Regions from separate parts of the Rattus norvegicus genome. Here region 2 is linked to region 1. Evidence: chromatin contacts called from public Hi-C data. All regions are on one chromosome and are shown on one strand. The core of a region is the stretch at or near the end of the contact, and the rest is flanking DNA. Distances in the headings are between cores, read along the strand shown. Region 1 holds the start of LOC100361879 (ATP synthase subunit epsilon, mitochondrial-like). Region 2 holds the start of Eif4enif1 (eukaryotic translation initiation factor 4E nuclear import factor 1).

What was found. A called contact is a pair of places that touch in the nucleus more often than the background predicts.
Region 2: a Hi-C map of liver shows a contact between it and region 1, with 1.9 times the contacts expected there. The contact joins the promoter of Eif4enif1 here to the promoter of LOC100361879 in region 1. A contact is called at or near these places in 2 of 12 Hi-C or Micro-C datasets (both in liver) and 1 of 1 datasets of contacts at active chromatin or transcription factors (oligodendrocytes).

The regions. Positions count from the first base shown.
Region 1 is chr14:82,085,277-82,090,412 of GRCr8, forward strand. It overlaps LOC100361879 (ATP synthase subunit epsilon, mitochondrial-like), which reads left to right and starts at 2,233. Exons shown (of 1, transcript XM_039092535.2): 1 at 2,233-3,091. The coding sequence starts at 2,771. The coding sequence ends at 2,929. Depdc5 (DEP domain containing 5, GATOR1 subcomplex subunit) reads right to left here and starts at 1,970. Exons shown (of 42, transcript NM_001107229.1): 1 at 1,902-1,970; 2 at 1,038-1,160.
Region 2 is chr14:82,277,755-82,282,890 of GRCr8, forward strand. It overlaps Eif4enif1 (eukaryotic translation initiation factor 4E nuclear import factor 1), which reads left to right and starts at 2,994. Exons shown (of 19, transcript NM_001107230.1): 1 at 2,994-3,135; 2 at 3,763-3,886. The coding sequence starts at 3,791.

The sequences.
Region 1 (5,136 bases), core at 983-3,482:
AGGTCCCACTGAGGAACTGTCTCAAAAACAAGGGTGACGAAAACGAAATAAATGAATAAAAATGTAAGGTAACTAGATATGATGGGATATGTCATTAATCTCAGTATTTATAGGCAAAACTAATCTCTGTAAGACAGAGGAGCTCTGTAAGTTCAAGGCCAGCCTAGTCAGCATTGCAAACCAGTAAAGGCTACAGAGTAAGAGCCTGTCCAAAAAAAAAAAAAAAAGTTAATGGCTCCAGAAGAACAATACTAAAGATTGGCACTTATCTTTCATGGGCATACACACACATGTGCAAGAGCATCCACATAACACAGATGTACACATGTACATAAATATTAAATGAAATATTAAGTTAAGAAGACTCATTGAGGTCTGGAGGTATTGCTCCTTGATAGAGTTCTTGCTCAAAGGGACAAAGCATGGGTTTTTTTATCCAGATCCATGTAGAACCATGTGGGAGCGCATACCTGAAATCCCAGCACTTGGGTATGAAGAAAGGAAGGTCAGTAATTCAAGATCATCCTCCCGTACATACTGAGTTCAAGGCCAGTATGAGCTATAAGACTCTGTCTCAAAAAATAAAACCATCTCACTGTGTCAATAATTCTAGTTCTGAAATAAACAATTAAAAAAAAAGTCATATAGACCTTTTCTAGTATACATGACCTGGCACTACACAAAAAAGAAAAAAAAAAACAAACAAAAACAAACAAACAAAAACAGGAGGAAAATTAACTCAGGTGTGGTAGAGTATTTCCAGGCAGGAGGATAATGGGTTCAAAGACAGCTTGGGCTGTACAGTGAGTTTCAAATGAGCATTGGATACATGGTAAAACCTGGATTCAAAAAACAACCAAACAAAATCTGAATGCAATGCTTTCCAAAAAGATCCTGTGCTCTCATTGCCAGCCATTCCCGCCTGCTGATCTTGCCCCACTCATTTACCTGTCCAGCCTCAATTGTGATATGGGTAATTTTTAAGGCACATCACATCAGCCAATTTACACAATCCCCAAAGATCAATCAATACTGACCACTGCCCCCAAAGCCCTTCTTGTGGATGACAAGTTTGTAGACCTTTGTGGTTCTCATTTTGTCTTGTGGTTTCTTCAGCTGTTCCGATCTTGGAGCAGGGAAGTCATCTTGCCTTCCTGCTACTGAAACACAAACAGAAACAGCGAGAATGTCAGGCTTCCTAAAATTGCTCTTTAATTTTAGGCCTTGAAGGTACTGGTTGTTGTTCAGCTGAGAGGTGTGCCAACCCTTGCATTATATCACTCCTCCAATTACCAAGAGAGAAAAACAAATAGAAGTGTGCTTTAAAAATTAAAGGGAACTTGGGCTAAGATCTAGTCAATCCTCTAAAGCTATTTTCTCTACCGCATACTTAAAAGGGAGGCTTGTGGTGAGAGGGGCACTACCTTGTTTTTGTCTGCATCAGGAACACCAAAATAGTACAGGGATATTCGAAGAGGTTAGTCCATCACCTCTGTAGAGAAACGTCAAAACAAGGGACTCGCCCAAGGTCACTCGAACTGTTAAGCACTCCCATGATTCACGTTCCACTAACAATGTCCTGGGAAAGAGAGAACTGAGGATAGCTGGGGTTTCTTTGCCGAACCTCTGTGTGTACCAACTCTCAGCGGACCGTCCTGCCTCCATTTCACCGCTGCGGTCGCAGAAACTCGGTGAGAGAAAAGACTGATCCAAGGTCACACGGGGGCTGCAGGAAGAGTCGGGCCTCGAACCTGGCTCAGGGACCCTTCCTTCAAGCCCCTCAAGTCTCAGCCCGAGGCTGGCACACCACTCGCCCCCACTTCCAGAGCTCCTCCCCGCCTCAGGCCGGGCCCAAGGCCAGATCCTGGACAGATATCCAGGACCTCTTCAAGATATCCCACCTGAGCCCCCACAGTTCGCGCAGCTTCCGCACCAGAGCTCTAGGAGCCAGACAGACAGCACCGCCGAACAGCGCTCACCTGAGCCCGCGCCGCTCCGGAGGCTCCGCCCCGAGTCCCCGCCCCTCGCCGGTCCCGGCTCAGCCGGCCTGGACGCTCTAGCCCAGCCTCCGCCTCGTCTCGGTGACCGCGCCACTTCCTCCTCCGGAGCTGGGGGGTGGGGGTGGAGGCTGGGGGCGTGGCGTCGAGTCTATCTTCAAACTCAATTCCCGTTGGCGTTTCCCGCCACCGTCCATGGTGCTTCCCGCTTTGCAAGAGAAATTTGAAAATAGAGCCACAGCCAAGACCTTCGTTTCAGAGAGTGATTTCATAACAGGAGAAGCTTGAGAGAGTCGACTCTTAATCTGGCCGAGCTGTTTCCATGTGTTTGACGAAGTTATTAACTCAGCCTGGTCCAGAGGGCTAAAAGTGTGTTTGTTGGCTCATCCTCCTAATCCAGGTTCTCTGGAGACAAGAGTGCTGAACATTCCCTAGAGTTCTTGGACTATGTAACAAGAAAACGGGGTGTGTGTAACTCGGAGCGAATTGCTAACTTACTGTAAACTGTTAAGTATAATTAAGAAATACAAGTTAATGCTAAGTACAAATGTAATGTACAAAGACAAGCTTGAAAGGAGAGACCAATTTATATTTCCCATTATATACTCTTTTGTTGTCAAAGTTAAACCTAAGGTACATAACTCAAAACAAGTTTAGATTAAACTTAAAATCTGTTTGATAAAAAAGCAATATCCGTTCCTGCTGCCGGGCCGGGCTCAGGCTACTCTGAAGCGACCCAGCAGTTCTGCCTGACACGCCCCGCTCGAGACACCATGGTGGCTTACTGGCAACAGGCTGGACTCAGCTACATCCGGTTCTCCCAGATCTGTGCAAAAGCAGTGAGGGATGCCCTGAAGACCGAGTTCAAAGCGAACGCTGAGAAGACTTCGGGCAGCAGCATAAAAACAGTGAAAGTGAAGAAGCCTGACTGAAGCCTGAAGTGCTGAGTCTTCCAGGTGAACCATGTGGGCACCTGTTCCGGCAGATGGAGATCAGCCGTACCTCCTGGAGACAGACGACCCATCTTGTTGATGAATTGGCCATGTCAATAAATTAACACAGTTCACTCTCGGCTGGAAAAAAACAAAACAAAATTCAAAACATTGAATGCCTGAGTAAAATGGGTTAAATCTATAATAGGCTTCCATGGCAGAAGGCCCAGTAGTTTCCTTAGAGGGAGCATAAATCATCCAACCAGAGTAAGTTGCATGTTAGCCTCATTACAGAATAAGGGTTCATGGGAAGTAGGACCTGCTAGAGGCCTGTCCTGCTCCCACTATGTAGGCCAAAACAATCCAATAAAACCAAAGATGAATTACGGGTTGGGGATTTAGCTCAGTGGTAGAGCGCTTGCCTAGCAAGCACAAGGCCCTGGGTTCGGTCCCCAGCTCCGGAAAAAAAAAAAAAAAAAACAACCACCTTCTCCTTATCCAAAGATGAATTACTCCTCAGGCGATGCAGGTGTGTGTGTGTGTGTGTGTGTGTGTGTGTGTGTGTGTGTAGGGGCGGGGGTGTAGATTCTCTTGTCCATTGGAGAATCTCAGAGTCTGCACCCACATCCTAAATGTCTTAAAGAACAGAGAGACAAATAGCAAAGAACAGAGAGACAAATAGCAATTACACTCCGCCCTCAATGTCTCCCAAACTGACATATGAGGATGCTGTCAAGGTGGGGACCCGTGACTGATAATAAGACCTTCATGCTAGTGCAGTCGGCCACACTCTACTCTGGCATTCAATTCTTTCTCTTAGCAAAAGCTACTTTCAGGGGCTGGAGAGATGACTCAGTGGTTAAGAGCACTGACTGCTCTTCCAGAGGTCCTGAGTTCAATTCCCAGCAACCACATGGTGGCTCACAACCATCTGTAATGGGATTTGATGCCCTCTTTTGGTGTGTTTGAAGACAGCCACAGCGTACTTATAATAGATAGATAAATAAATAAATAAATAAATAAATAAATAAATCTTAAAAAAAAAAAGATGTGATGGTGTGGAGGTAGCATTGCTCTTGAAGCAAGGCTCAAATCCCGCCCTTAACAGCAGACACTGTTAAACTATAGAGTACTTCAACATCCAAGGAGTCAAACTGGTTCTGAAGAACGTTAAGCTGATCTGAGCTACTGAGACGGAGGGGATAAATTGATCCAAGAAAGACTTCTTTTATTATCGTCTTTTGTATTTCGAGACTAAGAGTTTCTCTGTGTAGCTCTGGCTCTCCTAGAACTTGCTCTGTAGACCAGACTGATCTGGATATCAGACCTCAAGAAATCTGTCTCCCTTTGCCTCCTTAGTGCTGGGATTTAAAGATGTGTGCCATCACTGCCCTGCACAAAGACTTCTGTTCAGCTGTTTTAATTCTGAATAGTAGACTGCAAGAGAAGAGGGTCCATCCAAGAGACCGTGATAAAACTTAGTAGTTGACAGAGATCCAGAACATAAGTCAGCAGGTAATAACTGTCATCTTTGTGGGGAACATTTCTGTTCATATGTGTTATGTTGTGTAGCTGGGTGTTTTTGTGGGACTTCTAACAATGGGAGCAGGAGCTGTCTTTCAGTTTTTTACTTGCTTTTGGGGCCCTTTTCCTCCTACTGGGTTGCTTTAACCAGCCTTAAAATGAGGGTATGTGTCTAGTCTTTTGCAACTTGATATGTCTTGTTTGGTTGATATCTCTGGAAGACCTGCCCTTTTCTGAAGGGGAAATGAAGGAGAAAGTTGAACTGGGGGAGAAGGGAGGTGGAGGGAGGGACTGGGAGGAGAGGAGGGAGGGGAAACTGTGGTTCAGATGTAATATGTTGAGAGAAGAATTAAAGAGAGAGGCAAAGTTTTTTATTAAAGAATTATTTATTATGTATGAGTACGCTGTAACTGTCTTCAGCCACACCAGAAAAAGGCATTGGATCCCATTACAGATGACTGGGGTTACAGGGATCTGAACTCAGGACCTCTGGAAGAGCAGTCAGTGCTCTTAACCACTGAGTCATCTCTCTAGCCCCCTACACACTACTAAATCTTAATTGGATTGAAATGGAGTCTAAAACCACAGGGACCCAGCAAAAGTTCCTTCTGTTTCTCTTCCACTCTGGATCCTCCTCTTGACTACTTCATTAATTTTTATTGTAGTAATACATATTCATTTTA
Region 2 (5,136 bases), core at 1,744-4,243, 190 kb after region 1:
CAAACACACACACACACACACACACACACACACATTTTTTTTTTTTATAAAAAAAGGATATGTTTGTTCCCAAGCTCCATACCTACAGCTGACAGAACCTCCCCTTCCCATGTATGTGCATAAGGGATCCTTTAAGGGGTCTTAGTTCCTGGTCCTTAAGGTGATGAACGAATCAGAGAACAGTTGTTGCTACCTGCCCAATTTATAAATCTGAGAGCAAAACACTGTCTTAATCCTCAGGTTCTGGGTATGGCTTGTTTTGTCTTTGTTTTATAGTGACTGCCAGGGATCTGAGGACCTTGTACATACTAAGCTTGCAGTCTACCACTGAGCTATATCTTCAGCCCGTCTTTTGTTTACTTTTTATTTTTAATTTTTAAGATTTTATGTGCATTAGTGATTACCTAAATCGAGCTAGTGCACTACTTGCATACCTAGTGTCTTCCAGGGTCAGGAGTTTCTCCGGGAACTGGAGTTGTTACACGTGGAATCACATCGGTGCTTGAAATCAAGCCTGGATCCTCTGCCAGAGTGGCCTGCGCTCTTAACTGTTGGGCCATTTCTACCAGCCCCACCTTTCTTTTTGAGACAGGATCTTACTATGTAGCCCTGGCTGGCCTAGAACTCGTGATGTAGACCATGCTATCCTGGAGCTCAGATATGCCTGTGTCCTGAATGCTTCCATTCCAGGCTTGTGTTGCTCCGTCCAGGCCCAGTCCATTTTAATGTTACCTCTTATTTTCTACAAGTCAGAACAGTGGAACTTTGATCCCTTTCAGACAGAGGAGACAGACGTCTAGGTTGGTTAAATATACTCAGACTTCACTAAGTAACTCTTGAATAACTTCAAAAGAAGAATTTCCTGGGCTAGAAATGTCGCTCACTCAGTTTTTAAGAGTACTTGGTCAGCACTTATTAGCCGGGCCTGACTCCTAATACTGTATGACTGAGGTAGAGTCCTGGCACCGAGCAAGCCTGAGCTTGAGTCGCTAACTCAGCACCTGGGCGTGGTTACCTTCTGTACTCCATAATAAGAGGATTAGCCCTATTTCTCTCAGCGTTAAGAATCAAGATCCAAGGTTGTTTTTTGTTCTGTCTGTGGTGCTAAGGATCAAGAAAGCACTCTTATCCTTGAGTACACCTTCAGCCTAGAAAACATGGCTTTTAAGAAAAGCAACCAGTGTTGATTCCCTACAATTTGTCTTTGCACAGGAAATATTATTTTTTTTAAAGAAACATTATCCATGTCATATAGGGTTTTCCCCCCTCATTGCCAAATTTAATCTTCACTACTGCTATTTCCGTCTCCCAAACTAAGCTAAAGATAAATACATTTCCTAACTCTACACAGCCTACGTGAAAATGGAGAATCAGGCCGAAGCGCAAATGTTTCTCTGTTGTCTGCATTCCGGAAGCACAAGGCTGTAATCTCAGCACTTGGGAAAGCCAGCCAGGGTTACATAGTGAAAACCTTTCACAAAAGATAGTTTGTTTAAAAAAAAAAAGACTTGGGGCTGGGGATTTAGCTCAGTGGTAGAGCGCTTACCTAGGAAGCGCAAGGCCCTGGGTTCGGTCCCCAGCTCCGAGAAAAAAAAAAAAAAAAAAAAAGGAAAAAAAAAAAAAAAAAAAAAAAAAGACTTTATTAATCATTACAAACAGAAAAATATTACTTTTGTTGCCAAAGCTCACAAAAATAAAGGAAAGTAGTATCCCAAGTAAAATAAATGATGTTCAAATGCCATACTGTTCACCATGGCTTTCAACTCCGGGTCTCAAACTCCGAAAAATTAAGATTACGGGCTTAGGCCAACACGTTCAGCCTCTCTGTTCTTTAAAGGAAACAAAACAAAACAAAACTGTCTCCCTCCCTCCATGACAAATATCAATTCCAGGCAGTCCCACCGTGCTCGGCATACTCCTACAGACCTGTTCACAAGTAACTTTCCCAGAGCGGCAGTTCTTGGGAAACTTATTCACTTATATGCGTATCTGTATTCTCCATCAACTTGAGTTTCGGCACTCGGGCAAAGGCTAAGATGACTGGCCAGGCCATCTCATTTCCCTCAGATACTTAACTCTTCCTTTCTCGTGCAATGTAAGGCAAAATTCAGATTATCACTGAAAGTTACTTTATTAGTCAATTTCCTTCACGTGGGATCAAAAATAATTATGACAAACTTGTTTATTAATGCGCCAGCCCTTGTGGCGAATGCTCTTCATAGTAATTTCAGGGACAATTTTAGTAGACAAATAAAGAGGGAAAAGCCAGGGCGTTCAGAACTTTACCCTAGATCACACTAATAGTAAACAAACAGATCAAGGCTGTGATCTCCTAACTGACCCCTGCTGCTAACGCCCCAGGAGTGGCCCAGCCCGGTGTCCGCCAGCAACTGTACAGCACAGACCCACCCAGACCACCCCACTCGCGCCGGCGTGGCGCGGGTCGAGGACAGCGCGCTGCTGGCTCCGCCCCTCATGACGCGTGGGAACGCGGCGCCCTTCCTTGAGTTGCCCATAGCGGCTGCCTGTGAATTCAGGTGCCGGCTCCCACAACTCCCGTCATGATCACGTTCCCGTAGCCGCCGTGCTCGTCTGGCTATTGTACCTTTGCCTTCCGGCCCACGGAGAACCCAGCGCGGCGGATCGCGACGCCCAGCGCGGCTTTTCCGGCAGGCATCGCCGCGGACAGCCCAGGTCCTGCGCATAGCGAGGGCGGTGCCTGGGCCCCGCGGTGCGCGACGGGGGTTATTAGTGGGAGGGGTCGGAGAGCTACGCCGGAGGGCCGGGCCGCGGTTACGGCGGCTGAGGAGAGCCAGCCCGAGCGGGAGGGGGGTGGGGGCGCAAGCGCAGGCCGCGGGCAGCGACGCCGGGCCTGGAGCGGGCGCGGGGTACGCGGCGGCCGAGGCGCGGGGCCGCCCGGCGGCGGGCGCTCCGAGCAAGGGTACGGCAAGCGCGGGGCCCCGGCCTGCGTGCGAGGACGGCGCGCTGCCCCGGGAGCGCGGGCGGCAGGCGCGCGCGGGGGGCGGCAGAGGCGCGAGGCGCGCGGGCGGCCGGCGGGCAGCAGGCGGGCCTGCGCCGGCTCTAGGCGGCCGACCTGTGGACTTGGTCCCTGCTCCCTGCGGCCCGCCTCCCTGCGTGAGTACAGTCCCTGCCCTTCTTCCGGAGGAGCCTCCAGTCTGGGGCCTGGGTGAGGGGCCAGAGGTTGGTTTAAGGAGAGGAGTTTCTCAGAGGCGGCCCGCACTGGCCCTCCGTCGCCGCGGACGCCCCTCACATGGCCACAGGTGTGGCCGGCTTAGAGAGGTGCGCTCGGACCGGTTCCCTAGCCCCTTACACTGGGGTAATAAGGGGCAGCTGGTGCCATCCATTGACAAGTGACAGGCACTTTCTAGCAGCCGACTTCCCGGATCGGCAGCCCAACCAGTCCTACCTCTACTCTACTCCGGGAAACTTCACCACCACCACCGCCAGCCCGATTCTCGTGGGTGGCAGCGACTATTTTGGTTTCCTTTTGTATTAAGGATAATTAAAGGTTGTACCCTGAGTTGGGCCTCTTCCACTTCTGCTTTCTTTATGCTATGGATACTCTGAATACTAAAAGTGGTTCTCTTTCCAATTTAGTTCTGGTTCATCCCATAGTTTCGGGATGGTTTTTTTTACAAAACTAGATCTTACCCCCTCAGAGTTCCAGTTTTATAAGCAGCAAAGGGCTTCAGAATATTTATTGTTCTGTTTGACAGTTTTGTGCTTAATTTTATCTTCCAGGTGCAAAAAAATTGTACACCAAGAAGCCATGGAGAAGAGAAGTGTGGATGAAACAGAAAATGGAGATGCTTTCCTTGACCTGAAGAAGCTGCCCACCTCCAAATCCCCCCACCGCTATACGAAAGTAAGTTTTGTTTCAAATGAAGTAATAATGTGTAGCTATTTCATTGGAATCATTTAAAGTGGTAGTTTTTCTCTGACTCACTGGGGACTAAGTAAGTCTTGTAAAGCATCCGTTTGGTCAGTTTTCTGGAAGTGTGACTACTGGGTTTAAAATGTAGGTTTTAGGTGAAAGGCTATTGTCTCAGACCCTATGTGAAATTTGTAGATAAGTACTTGTTTGCACCCAGATGGTCTGTAACAGTTGGCTGATTGGGTGGCAGGGACCAGGTGAGGACTCCGGTTCTGGGATGTTTCACAGAATCAGTGTCTTTTGTATGGATGCTTTCTTGGAAGTCCAGTTCCCTAGAAGAGGAGTCTGACTGGAGTAATTGGATTTTAACCTTTAGTTGTTTTTTTTTTTTCTTCTTATAAATTGGATATAAGTTCACAAAAGCAAGCCTTCAGTCATCTTTCATTGCTGAAGATTACATAGTGATTTTAACCTACCGTTTTTTGGAGATATGTTTTTTATGCGGTACCCTCTTGCTTCAGCCTGGGTGTGAATTTAGAGGTTCATATAGCTGCTTTTCTTTTTTTTTTTTTTCCCCGGAGCTGGGGACCGAACCCAGGGCCTTGCGCTTCCTAGGCAAGCGCTCTACCACCGAGCTAAATCCCCAACCCTTCATATAGCTGCTTTTAAACTGATTGTCATATAGATACTGAAGATACTGCATCTGTGTCATATTGACTGCTGAGTGTTTCTGAACAGATTAACAAGTTGCAGTGAACTGTGAATTGGTTTCTAGCTCTCTCAAATGTCTTGGGATAGAGATAGGGGAAGCCGTGGAGCTGCAGGTGGGATTATGCTTCAGTTGAGCCCATGCCTGTATATCCTCTGAGTGGACACTCTCATGGACTTCAGCAGGGCCTCTTGCCCCTGGCCTCCTAGGACACCCACTAAAGCTCGGCCTCGTTTGTGTACTGCCTTTACTTTTCCCTAGTTGGTGTAAAGTGTCAGATGGTGTCAGGTAGCCATTTTCAGAATTAGAGAGAGAGAGAGAGAGAGAATGAATGGTTACTTAAATGCACGAATAGGTATGCCTGGGAGGGAATTGTTAAGTACAACATGAGTTCTTGACTGAGTGCTTTCCTATCACGGTCTGTTCTGTTGGGATAGGATGTTAGTTGTCAGCATCTCCCTACATCGCCCTAGCTGTCCTGGAATTCACTAATGTAGACCAGGCTGGCTTTCAACACACAGAAATCATCTGC